Regions from separate parts of the Sus scrofa genome. Here region 1 is linked to region 2. Evidence: chromatin contacts called from public Hi-C data. All regions are on one chromosome and are shown on one strand. The core of a region is the stretch at or near the end of the contact, and the rest is flanking DNA. Distances in the headings are between cores, read along the strand shown. Region 1 overlaps ACTA2 (actin, alpha 2, smooth muscle, aorta). Region 2 holds the start of FAS (Fas cell surface death receptor).

Region 1 (6,025 bases), core at 700-3,199, 61 kb before region 2:
ATTTGGTGTGACGACAGTGGTTTTTCTCCAATGAGAAGAAACCTACTTACGGACTTTGAGCTTTATTTAGGCCTCTGAAAATTGTCATTAACCAAACTACAGAGGAGCCTGTTTCCTTATCTGCCACAACAGTGACCCAAGCCACTGCGGTGACAAAGCCAGAACCTAGACCCACTGTGCCGTGAGAGCACATCTCCCTTCCATCTTTAAGGGGGCATGAAGTTACCACAAGAAGAACAGAAGTCTGGACTAGATGGAGCCATCAGGACAGAGCATAGTGAAAGTCGGTAGTTTTAGGGTCTTTGTTTCCCAGATACCTTTATGAAATGGAGATGAAGAATTGAATTAATCTGCAAGAGGAAATGTTTGCCAAGGGCAAATGACTCAGAGCTACCAACTTCTCATTCAGGGTTGCCTTAATTGCTTGTAATGGGTGACGGATTTCAAGGCAGACATTTCACAGAGAAAACGCTATGAGCTCTGCTTTGGAAAACTGAGTCAACTAGAGTCATACTTCTAAAGTCTATGTGTGGCCCAGTTCTTTGGGGTTCTCTTTTCTACACATGCGTCCTCTCCCATCTCTGGGCCTCTGCCTGGAGCACATTCCTGTTCATGCTACTTCCTCTTCTCCAGTCTCAACACCCTCACCCCCCCCCCCATTTTTTTCCCAGTTAACTGTGACTCTTTAGGCCTCTTTTTTTTTTTTTTTTTTTGTCTTTTTTTGCTGTTTCTTGGGCCGCTCCCACGGCATATGGAGGTTCCCAGGCTAAGGGTCAAATTGGAGCCATAGCCACCAGCCTACACCAGAGCCACAGCAATGCGGAATCCGAGCCTCGACTGCAACCTACATCACAGCCCAAAGTAACGCCGGATCCTGAGCAAGGCCAGGGATCAAACCCGCAACCTCATGGTTCCTATTCGGATTCGTTAACCACTGAGCCACAATGGGAACTCCTTTAAGGCTCTTCTTAAACTCCACCTTCTCAAGGAAGCCTCCCCAAGGTCATAAGAGCTTATAACCCATGTATTTCCACTTTCGTAATCCTCTTAGTGTACTCTACCTATTTGTTTAATGTCCATTTCCTCATAGACAGTAAGTTTGATCCAGCCAGAACCTTGTTCTTTGTAAATCTGGAAAGTGCCTTTCAAATGTTTTCTAAATTGGCTTGGCTCACCCAGGAACAAATATTACTTAAACATCTGGTTTTTACACTCTGATACAGAAGAACTACATCCCTAGCAATCCCATTCCCTCCGTCTCTCTCTCTCTCTTTTTCTCGCTCTCTCTCTCTCTCTCCTGGCTTTTTGTATAAGCTTAGTTGCTGCAGTGGCTTGTGGTCACTCTGTGAGTATGCTGGCCCAGACAACGCCCCCATCCCTCACAGGAAATGCAAATTCTTCTCCAGGCTGTTCTTTGAAATCCTGCTAAAAATACCCAAGCTTAGCATGAATGCACAAATGAGATCAGAAAGACAACAGAGAATTATTCATTTATTTAAAAAGTCATGCTTCCTCCTGTGCAAAGGCTGCATGATGTGGATCAATGTTATTAAAATCCCATGTCATCCTCAGGGGCTGCAAAAGCCCGTGGTGGGAAAATTGGCTGTCATAGAAGAAGGCTCTTAGTGTTTGGTTTGCTATCGTTAAGGCGAGAAGAGGACTGAGGAAGCAGCCAAACCTGTCTGCTGTGGGTTTTTTCTCCTCGGGAGATTCATATGAGCCTGGATAATGGGACTCTGCCACCAAGTCCAGCCCTTCAAGTCATGCGAATCTTGTGAGATCAAGGCCAGGAGTTACTGATCTACGCTGGAGGAAGTGCTTAGGCCCTGTGGCTGAGTGCTCACAAAGAACATTTCAATCATGCATGTTCAGTGGATGGTTCTGGTTTCCCTGATTTTTGCCTCTGGCCCTGCCAGTTTCCAGATTGAGAAACTGGTCTAAAAGCCCTTTCCTTTAGCGGAGAGCTCGCGCCCTCTGGTGGTGAATATGAAGTACAGCCAACTTGGTTCACTTGTCCTAAACCTTGCAATGACTCTGGGAATGCTTGGTGAGTTTTGCCTAAATTTTCAAAGTGATCCATTCCCAAGTGTCTAATCCTTAAATTTCAGTCCAGGAGGTATTGAGTGCCTTGCCTGGTAAGCAAAAATTCACAACTGGAGCATTTCAATCATAGCATGTTACAGAGATTCTTAAATTTTGATGTGCCAGACAATTACCAGAATTCCCTCCTGACTCAGCAGCTTAAGGTTCTGGTGTTGTCATGGCTGTGGCTCTGATTACAGCTGTGGCGCGGGGTCAGTCCTTGACCCAGGAACTTCTGCATGCCATGGAAGTGACCAAAAAAAAATCACCAGAGAAATCTGATTAAAGCTCAGGTTTGCAGCCACATCAACAGATGTTGTAGCTCAGCAGCCCTTGGGTTTTTCAGAAATCTGCCTATTTAAAGTGAGCCCCCAAAGAGGTTGATCTGTGTGGACTATTCTTTGAGAAATGCTGGCTTAAAAGCTAAAAGTATGGATTTGCAGCTCAAGTCTCACCTCTGTCAGTGGAATGACATTGGGTATATTCCTTAACCTGGGTAGCCTCAGTTGCTCCAACTGTGAGGAAAAAAAAAAGAGAGAGAGAGAGAGAGTGAGAACATCCACTCCATAGGGCTGTTGTGGGATGAAATGAGATCCTAATAGAAAGGGCTTGGCAGGATCTGGTCATGACAGGTGCCCAGCACATGACAGCTCATATTATTTGCAATAATCATCCTAATTACCTCAAGCTACAGGGCAGAGAAGACCAGGGGAGCTTGGGTTTTCTGGACCAAATAGCCATTAAATCTTGGGCCCTGAGGTCTCTGCAGTGAGATGTCGACGTGAATGGAGATCCTCTCACTCCCAAGGACAATCGGTGGTTGATTACCCCATCCAGATGTTTGTACCCAGGAGAACAAGTGGTACCCAGCCTGGGAGCTGCTGAGGACACTCAACAGTCTGGACAGAACACTGCCTTGAGACTAAGGACAGGAGTCTCTGTCTCTGTTTAGGGACAGAGAGGAGTTTTTATATGTATTTGTATCTCCTACAAGCCACATGGGTAAAAGAGAAACAAAGGGTGGCAGCTCTCCTGTATGATGGTATTAAGGGAACAACTCCCATTTATCTATAAAATGGACAGGATAATATTTTCCACATGTATTTCTGATGAACAAATGAGTGAGGATACCTGTAAATACATGATGATTGACACCAGTGGTCCTTGGGAAGTATTGTTATTTTTCCCGTCCCTCCTGTTGTGAATGTATTTGTAGTATTGTTTTCAGAGACAAATATTGATCAAAAGGGAAACATGATCTAGATGTGTAGTGAGATTTTAGAGCAGTATTTCTTTCTGTTTTTGTCCTCTGGTAAACCTGAAAGTCATACCACCTTTTAATATATATTTATTAAGTTTAATACATAAGTTAAAAGTTATGTGTTAATATATTACAAAATATGATATATGTGTATGTGCAATATACACACACACACCTGTTTGCTTTCAGCCATCAGGCTACCAGAACCGAGGTTATAAGAGAGTAGAGTTGTATAATGATTCCGCAAGTTGGAATTCAGTGTGGACTCTCTTACTGATACACTTTAATCCATGTTTATATTCATCTCCGGTGTATCTTCAAATTCTTCCCACTTAAAAGCATTTATGTGGAACTTCCAGTGTTAATGTGAGTCTACCCTTTCCTGGGAAACTTACACGTCCTGGTTGTCATATCCTCGGCTGCACCACTAGAGGGAGCCACTCTGTAACGGGTGAGGTCAACCCAACAGAGACCAAAGCTGCAAATTACAGGTAACATATTTCAGATTTATTAAAAAACACATAAGGTAACGAGTCAGAGCTTTGGCTAGGAATGATTTGGAAAAGAATTGAAGGCATTATTCCACAAAACATTCACAGTGTGTGCTAGAGACAGACAGCGAGCAGGGTAAGTGTTTTAGAAGCATTTGCGGTGGACAATGGACGGCCCGGCTTCGTCGTACTCCTGTTTGCTGATCCACATTTGCTGGAAGGTGGACAGAGAGGCCAGGATGGAGCCACCAATCCAGACGGAGTATTTGCGCTCAGGAGGGGCAATGATCTGTTGGTCAGGATGAGAAAGAAGGGCCATTAGTGCACAAGGACAGGGCCTGGGCATTCTGCTGTGGTCCGGATTTGGTGACCTTGGCTCAAATTTCATGGACAGCAGGGACCGTCTTAGCTGTTAGATATCCAACCTTCCTAACCCTTGAGGTGTGAATAAGCTGTGGATTTAGAGATTCTTCAGTAAGTGCATTGTTTTCCTGGCTTCTTTTTCACACATTCTCCTCCAGAGCATGTGAAGCCTCTGCTGCATTCAGTCTACCTTTGGGAAAACTGACAGCCCCAAATCCTGCTTGGCTACCACTTAAGCCCTGACCATGTCCCTGACTGCCATCAGTTGTTCTTCAGAACTCAGCACAGCACATGGGCACATGCATCCTACAGATACAAACTCCAGCATCTCCAAAGAGCAGTTTGACTGTGCCAGAACTTACCCTACAAGATCTTACTATATACTCGGCTAAGTCCACCGAGATGCACTGTTTAACACTGAGGGGCCCAGGGTTCCCCACTGGGATGACCACGCCCCTGGGATAGGTCCCGGTTAGGCTACACCAGCTGGCCTTACCCATGGCACAGCCTTGGCAGGCAAGGACATGCTGACATTTCTTAAATAAATGAATGTTTAGGCCCAAAGAGCAGTCAATCAGGCCAAGAGTATGTCTACTTGTGCAGCGCTACAAATAGCTAGAATCGGGAGTTCCCATCGTGGTGCAGCAGAAAGGAATCCCACTAGTAACCATGAGGTTGAGGGTTTGATCCCTGGCCTCGCTCAGTGAGTTAAGGATCTGGCTTTGCCATGAGCTGTGGTATAGGCCGGCAGCTGTAGCTCCAATTGGACCCCTATCCTGGGAACCTCCATATACTGCAGGTGCATCCCTAAAAAGCAAAAAATTAAAAAAAAATAACTCTAATCGAGCACTTCAAATTCCACTGCAAATATGGTTACATGGGTGGAAATTAATATGGATACTTTGGCCAACAGATAAGATTATTTCTGAAACCGTGGTGAAAAGGTTTAATTTCTATTTATCCCCCGAGCTCTGGTTGAACATTTATTTTATTTTATTTTATTTTATTTTATTTTATTTTATTTTATTTTATTTTATTTTATTTATTTATTTTGGCAGCTCCTGAAGCATGAGGAAGTTCCTGGGCCAAGGGTCAAACCTGAGCCACAACAGGGACAATGCCGGATCCTTAACCCACTGGGCCACCAGAGAACTCCTTGAACATTTACTTTTATTGCAAGTAGGCAGACATTCACTGAGCACTTACTATGTGACGAGTGCTGCACTAAGCATTTTATGTGTTCTTTCTCATTTAATTCTCATAACCACTTTGAAGAGTAAGTACTGAATTACTCACAGAGTCCATATGAGAAAACAGACGGAGAGGGGCTTTAATTAACTGACCTAGGTCACACCAGTTATGTACACATCAGACCCAATATGCACATCTGGACCTCTCACGTCTGTTTTGTTTTGTTGTAGAAGTAACTTCATTTTCGGGTAATTTCAGATGTACAGAAAAATTAATAGAGTACAGAGAGTTCCTATAGACACCTCTCCCACCCCCAATCTAGTTTCAGTTTCTCCTAATGTCATCATCTTACCACCCCAGGTTTTTAATGGTTTGCTGTCACCACACTGGAGCTCAAAGTTCTACATTCACTTCTATGCAGGAGGCCAGGTTTGGAGAAGGAGGAACTACCCAGCTCTAGCTGAATGCCTGCCATGTACCCCCAACTGGGTTGGCTTTGTCAGTGAGCCCAGCAGCTGGCTTCATTTCCCTTCCTCCAGGGGTGAGGGTTGACAGGGAGGGGCATCGAGAAATACAAATCCTCAGAAAACAGCCTCTCTTCTCTTGGCCTCACCGTCTTTCCAAGCCTCTCATGTGA
Region 2 (6,117 bases), core at 991-3,490:
GATTAAGAGAGCTGTTTAAGTCAACCCCAAATTTTCTACATTCCTTTGCTCATCAATCACATTTCTCCCCACGAGGCATAGATTATTATTTTGTTGAACTTGAAGGGAATTAGGTGTGTGTGTTGATGGGGAGGATCTTAGGCAGTGCAGGGCCTCAGGAACAAGAATATCTAAATGTAATTGTTAGATTTGCTATTTATTGACTAATGAAACCGCCGATGTTGCTTAAACTTTTTTTGGCTCCAATTCTTTATGTGTAAAGTAAGTTTAATAATCATCTACCTCACTGGGCTAAAATGGTAAATATTAAATAAGGAAAAACCATTTGTAAAAGTTGCTGGTGCACTCATAAGAGATGTTGATTTTGTCAATTGTCCTCTCTCTCTCTTTTCTCCTTTCCTTTCTCTCTTCCTCCCTCCTTTCTTTCCTTCCTTCTTTTTATGATTTGTTTCAATAAATCTTAATTTCAGAATAGTTTCAGGTTTATAGAAATGTTGCAGAGATAACACAGACACAGAGTCTCCATAACCATCCCACTCCACCCTCCCCCATCTGCCACCACCCATTCACTTCTGTTTTGTGCTATGATCTGTAGGAACAGGACTGGCCAGCCAGGGTCTTCTTTTTTGTTTGTTTGTTTTGTTTGCTTTTTAGGGCCTCACCCGCAGCATATGGAGGTTCCCAGGCTAGGGGTCGAATTGGAGCTACAGCCTATACCACAGCCACAGCAACACAGGATCCAAGCCACATCTGCGACCTAGACCACAGATCAGGGCAACACCAGATCCTTAACCCACTGAGCAAGGCCAGGGATCAAACCCGCAACCTCCTGGTTCCTAGTCAGATTCATTTCCCCTGTGCCACAATGGGAACTTCGGGCCAGAGTCTTCTTCATAACCCTCACTAACAGTCTGTTGGGAGCTGAGGCAGAGATAGGCAAAGCAACACCTACAAGACTTGGCCATCCTGCAGGGCAAAACACAAGGTCAGTGAAAGTATTTAGGAAAGTGACCTAACCCAGGCTTTAGAGCCTGGAAAGGCTGGCAGAAGAAAATGTCCTCCAAGAGGGAATCTGACGGATAAGGAACAAGCCAGTGCCAGGTCAGGCCGAAGGAGGGGAAGGAGATTCTTAATGGGCAACAGAGTGAGATGCAGAGCTATGTGGACGTTGCCAGAGATACTGACCCCTGCATCTGTTCCCAGCTTAGGAACTACTTTCAGAAACATGCTCATTAATGATGCCATTATACAAACTTCCCTTCTGTAAAATCCTTGCAGAACTAGCTAAACAGATCATCTTTTCCAAAACAATAGTGACTTTGAGTGAGTGTTAACCAAAGCACTAAAAGTGCTTTTTTTTTTTTTTTTAAAGAAAATTAGAGAGGAAATAATGAGTAACAAAGGAGAGGAAGTAATTGCGAACTTCTAATAGGGCTGGAACTGTGTGATTTGTCATAGGAGTTAGCCTCCCTCTCCTCTAGAGAAATAAAAGCCAAGGGGTGCTCCCTCTTCAGAATCTCCAGAGCACACACTCTGAAGCTTTTCGTTTGATAACTGTCACTACCAAAACACTAGTCCGGCGCTCCTGTGAGACTCTCCTGTTCCCACCCCTACAGGCACGCGGAGCTGAGTGAAGGCTGGGTCTTCTCTGAGTTCCCGGCAGTTGGCCCTGGCTCCTGCAAGGAGGCGGGAAGTCTGCGCTCTGTACCCTAGCCCTCCCCAGCCTTCCCCGTTTGAATGGCAAAAGAGTGTAGCAAAGACAGCAAGCCGGCTCTCAGGGTTCTCACCTGAACCAGACATGCCAGCGGAAACAACCCCAACGGGGAATGCCCATTTGTGCAACAAACCCTGACTCTGACTCTCTCTCCGCTCTTCCACCCCCCACCACGTCCCGCCACCCCCGCGCCCAGGCTGAGTTGCTGAATCAAAGGCGCCTTCCCCAAACCCGGCGTTCCCCAGAAAAGCTTCCTCTGCCACCCCACTCCCCTCCTCCTCCCCAGGGCCCGGGGGCATTTCTTTAGGTCTTTTCTGGTCTCTCAGAAGAGCCACACGCAGGTGTTCTGAGACGCTTCTGGAGAAAAGAAAGCGGCTGGAGAAGTAACTGGGCTTGAGCGCGGGGGGCGGGCCCTTGGCGGGGAACTTACTCCTGAGCTGGCTGGAGCGCGGGGAGGGGCAGGGCGGGACTGTCACTTCTCACGGGGTGTGTGACCTGCTCTGCTAGCAGTTGGAGAGGCTCCACAGCCATGTCCGGGATCTGGGTTCTCCTGTCACTGGTAAGTCCTCTCCTGCCTAGCGGGGGCCTCTCCCCGCTGGGTCAAGAGGTTGGCGCTTAGAGGAGCGCGCAGGACGCGCTCCGATGACCTTAAGGGGATGCGCGTGGGCGTCCGGGCTTGGCTGGTGTTTGGCAGTCTGGCTTTTCAGGGCTGCTAGGACTTTCCTTGAGGGCGAGGTCTCAGGAAACCGGGGAACGCGTCTTTCCTGGGGTTGGAGGAGAAGCGGCGATCCTGCGCGGCAGGCAAAACAGCACCGCGCGGCCCCAGGGGGCCCTGTTCGCGGCGCGGAGAGAGGTGGGAGCCGGGGGCAGGCGGGGACTTGGGATGTTTGGGGGTCGCCAGAGGGAGAGCCCTACCCGAGAGAGGAGGGGATCGTCTGGACAAGTCCTTACATGTCACCACAAAGGTCCTCCTCTGCGCGGGTGTATGTGTGAGCTGTGGGACGGTGAGAATATGAGCTCTCTGAAGACACGTTTTCTGAACGTGTCACAAATTTAGGGAGTAAATCAGTCCCGAGGCAATGGTTAAACCCGAGGCTTTGGACGTCACTGTTTCTTTCTTGAAAAGGTTATCTTGGGGCTGAATGCGCCTCAAGAGGTTTGTTTACCTTCTTATCACGACACAGAAAAAGAAACTGTTTCCCTTCCGGGAATCCCTCTCCTACCGATCGTAAGTCACGACCTTAGGTTTGGCCTTTATTTATTTATTTATTTTTTAACGTCCTGTTCTTCACTTTAGTTTGCTGAACTCGGGGAGGGAAGGAACCTTGCCCCCACTGCTCAAGCGGTGGTACCCACTGCCACCGCGCCTGCGCAGGGTGGCGAGCCTGGAGCCGGTACTTGGCCTAGAAGCCTAAGCAGCAGCCACCTCTTTTTGAGTCCCTGCCTCGGAAATGCCACCTTGATGGTCGCTAATTAAAGACGTTTGGTTTCATTTGAGTTCCAAATTCTCTGAAAGGCAATGCCTTCTTATTTTGCTGGCCCCACCAAAGTGCCAGGCACTGTGATAGAAGTGTTTATAAACGTGATCACAGTCAATTCTCAGCAGCGGCTGCAAGGTAAGGAAGATGTCCTCACATTCATTTTACAGATGGCGAAACGGGGTGCAGAAAGCTTAGGTAATTCGACCGAGTGCAACCAGTAAGTGGCAGAGCTGGAATTTAATTTAGGCCCAATTCCAAAGCCTGGGCATTTGTTGATTGCACCTGATGTCCAGATTACACCAAGAATTGAAAGGAAAAATCAGTGATGTCCGGAACCATCTTAGATTGGGGAGAAAAACAAAAGAATTCTCCCTGAATTTTTCAGAAATTATGTACCATATTTGGGCTCCTTTAGAAATTTCCTCCAAGAAAATTTAAGATTCAAAATTGAGAAACCATTTATGCAACCTCAGACCACACTCTTCTCTTTATCATTAACCGTGGCCTTATTGCAGTGTTAGTTGTTTTGAAAATCTCTCTTAGGTCTTGGGACAACAATGCTGGTAAGCATAGCAAAGGTATCAACGCCCAGAGCTATGCTTAACTTTTATACTTATAACATCTTTACCAGATGGGCAAGTTTAAAGCACCAAGGAGGAGTTCCCGTCGTGGCGCAGTGGTTAACGAATCCGACTAGGAACCATGAGGTTGCGGGTTCGCTCCCTGCCCTTGCTCAGTGGGTTAACGATCCGGCGTTACCGTGAGCTGTAGTGTAGGTCGCAGATGCGGCTCGGATCCCGCGTTGCTGTGGCTCTGGCATAGGCTGGCAGCTACAGCTCTGATTCGACCCCTAGCCTGGGAAACTCCATATGCCTCGGGAGCGGCCCAAGAAATAGCAAAAAAAAAGACCAAAAAAAAAAGCACCAAGGAAAGTGCTTTTCTAAAAGAATGCACACACGTGTATACAGACACATATGCATATATATATGTACATGTGTTTATATATGCATATTATTATAATACCTATAATATTGTGTATTAAATATAAATTAATAGTATAATATATGATATATGGTCTAAGACATGAAGATTTATTGAATAAAATATATCAATACAGATGTGTAAAAAAAAAATCTGACATATCCTTATCACCTAGATTGTCATTGTTTATCATTTTGTAACATATCCTGCATTTTTCTTTTCTAATATGACTCTTTTAAATTTACACAGAATCCTGTCTTACACCCACTGCTAGCCCAACTCTCTGTTCTTAAAGAAGTTTCCACACCATCCATTATGTCATCTTTTGTGTCTCCAGAAAATGCTTGTTTTTATGACTTTATACTTAGTAGTACTTACTTACTAGTCACAATAATAAATAAAATGGGGGTGGGAGTGCTAATTGCATGGAATGCAGAAGCAAGTTTGGCTTAATCGTGTCAACCAGCTGGAAGTAGATGGGCGGGAGCTGCCTATTTTTTCTTTTCCATATGTTCTCTAGTTCTGTTGTCTCTGGTGTGATCTGTAGTCAGTACATATCTCATGCTTCCCCTCTTTGCTTCTTTTTCTTTCCTTCTTGGAATTAGTTTTCCCTCCCCTAGTTTCTGGGTGTCATTTCCATGGCACCTATAATAAGTGCATTTGAACTCCCAAAACAATTCACAAATGTCTAGAGGACACAGAAAAAGAGTCAAATTTACTTTAGAAATGTGTGTGGGAAATAGCTGCCCTGCATTTAGTCCTGATAGGTTTTCTGCTGTAACATTTTGGTCTATGGTTAGGTGATTACTAGATGGCCATTGTCGTCTTTATTTCTTAGAGCAGTTGTCAAAATTATGGCAGAGGGAGAGAAGAGGGAAGTTGACAAAGAAACCAGTGTATTGATAAGTAATCATACAGAAGCGTTTGAGGGAGAAAATAAAAAACAGTTGTTTATTTATAGTTTAATCATTTTCCTTAACCCAGCCTAAGTAACATGAAATAGGCTCCAGTGTGTTTCTGTTTATTCTTGTGGTTAAGAGGTTTTCCTTATATCATAAAAGACTTGAAAATTCTTATGAATAAAATAAACCTATGAAATATAATTGAGAACATGAACAAGCAGAATGGAAAGACACGAATTTATAAATAATGTTAAGATTGGGATGCAAAAATGAAACCGATATAAGGAAACCCTCAGTCCCCCACAACTAGAACAATTAGATAAAAGAAAAATCTTCTATTACCCATCTCCATGATACAATTACCACCCTTAGTGGCAAATTAGGGTTTAGGTTAGAACACGTTTCTACTCTTGCGCTGAGTTTAGAGAAGGAAAAGGATGAAATAGACGCAAAGAGGACTGGGATTTGGGTGTTGTTTCTAAGTGTCTTTGGGATACTAGACGAGTAATTTATTTCTAAATAGTTCTTAATCACGTCAGTGTCAATCCTTCAAAGGAGTCTCTGGAAGGCTGCTCTCATGCTGTAGGGAAGCCAGATCACTATACCACAACTGCCAAGAACAGAATAATCATATTCTAAGAGATGATCAAAAACCTGAATAAGGAAATCCCCCACTTGAAAACCCCCAGTGACTTACTTGCCTTTTGGCAAATTACCTTAGGTTCCAAAAGTCCCTTAAATGAGCACATGTTTTGTAATAGGTACCAGAGACTTATTTACTTGTGATGAAAAATAATAATATAAAGATAATAATATATATAGCTTATTGCCAAAGAATTATTTGTAGAACCATTATAAGTACCGTAATGGATAGTATTGTATTACTTTCGCTGTGCGTGTGTGTTTGTGTGTGTGTGTCTATTCACGACAGTGGAGAAGCAGCATTTAACTATCTAATGAGTCCTTTTCATTTTCTGGAGGACCCTTGTTTGAAAATGAAAGAAGTAAAATGAATAAATAAACAAAATCAAATATTCTT

Evidence for each region. Hi-C and Micro-C count contacts between places; a contact is called where the count stands out from the background.
Region 1: a Hi-C map of alveolar macrophages shows a contact between it and region 2, with 2.8 times the contacts expected there. The contact joins the enhancer-like site here to the promoter of FAS in region 2. A contact is called at or near these places in 22 of 47 Hi-C or Micro-C datasets (adipose tissue, alveolar macrophages, blood and 11 more) and 2 of 2 datasets of contacts at active chromatin or transcription factors (alveolar macrophages and skeletal muscle).

The regions. Positions count from the first base shown.
Region 1 is chr14:100,864,317-100,870,341 of Sscrofa11.1, forward strand. ACTA2 (actin, alpha 2, smooth muscle, aorta) reads right to left here. Exons shown (of 9, transcript NM_001164650.1): 9 at 3,979-4,123. The coding sequence ends at 3,980. Among named protein-coding and RNA genes, the nearest start is that of ACTA2, 19 kb to the right of the region's middle. Within about 2 kb of position 1,950, at least 16 of the 83 cell types and tissues checked have an H3K27ac peak or open chromatin away from gene starts, as enhancers often do. A contact at or near this core is called in alveolar macrophages, where this site is marked.
Region 2 is chr14:100,925,065-100,931,181 of Sscrofa11.1, forward strand. It overlaps FAS (Fas cell surface death receptor), which reads left to right and starts at 2,241. Exons shown (of 9, transcript NM_213839.1): 1 at 2,241-2,273. The coding sequence starts at 2,244.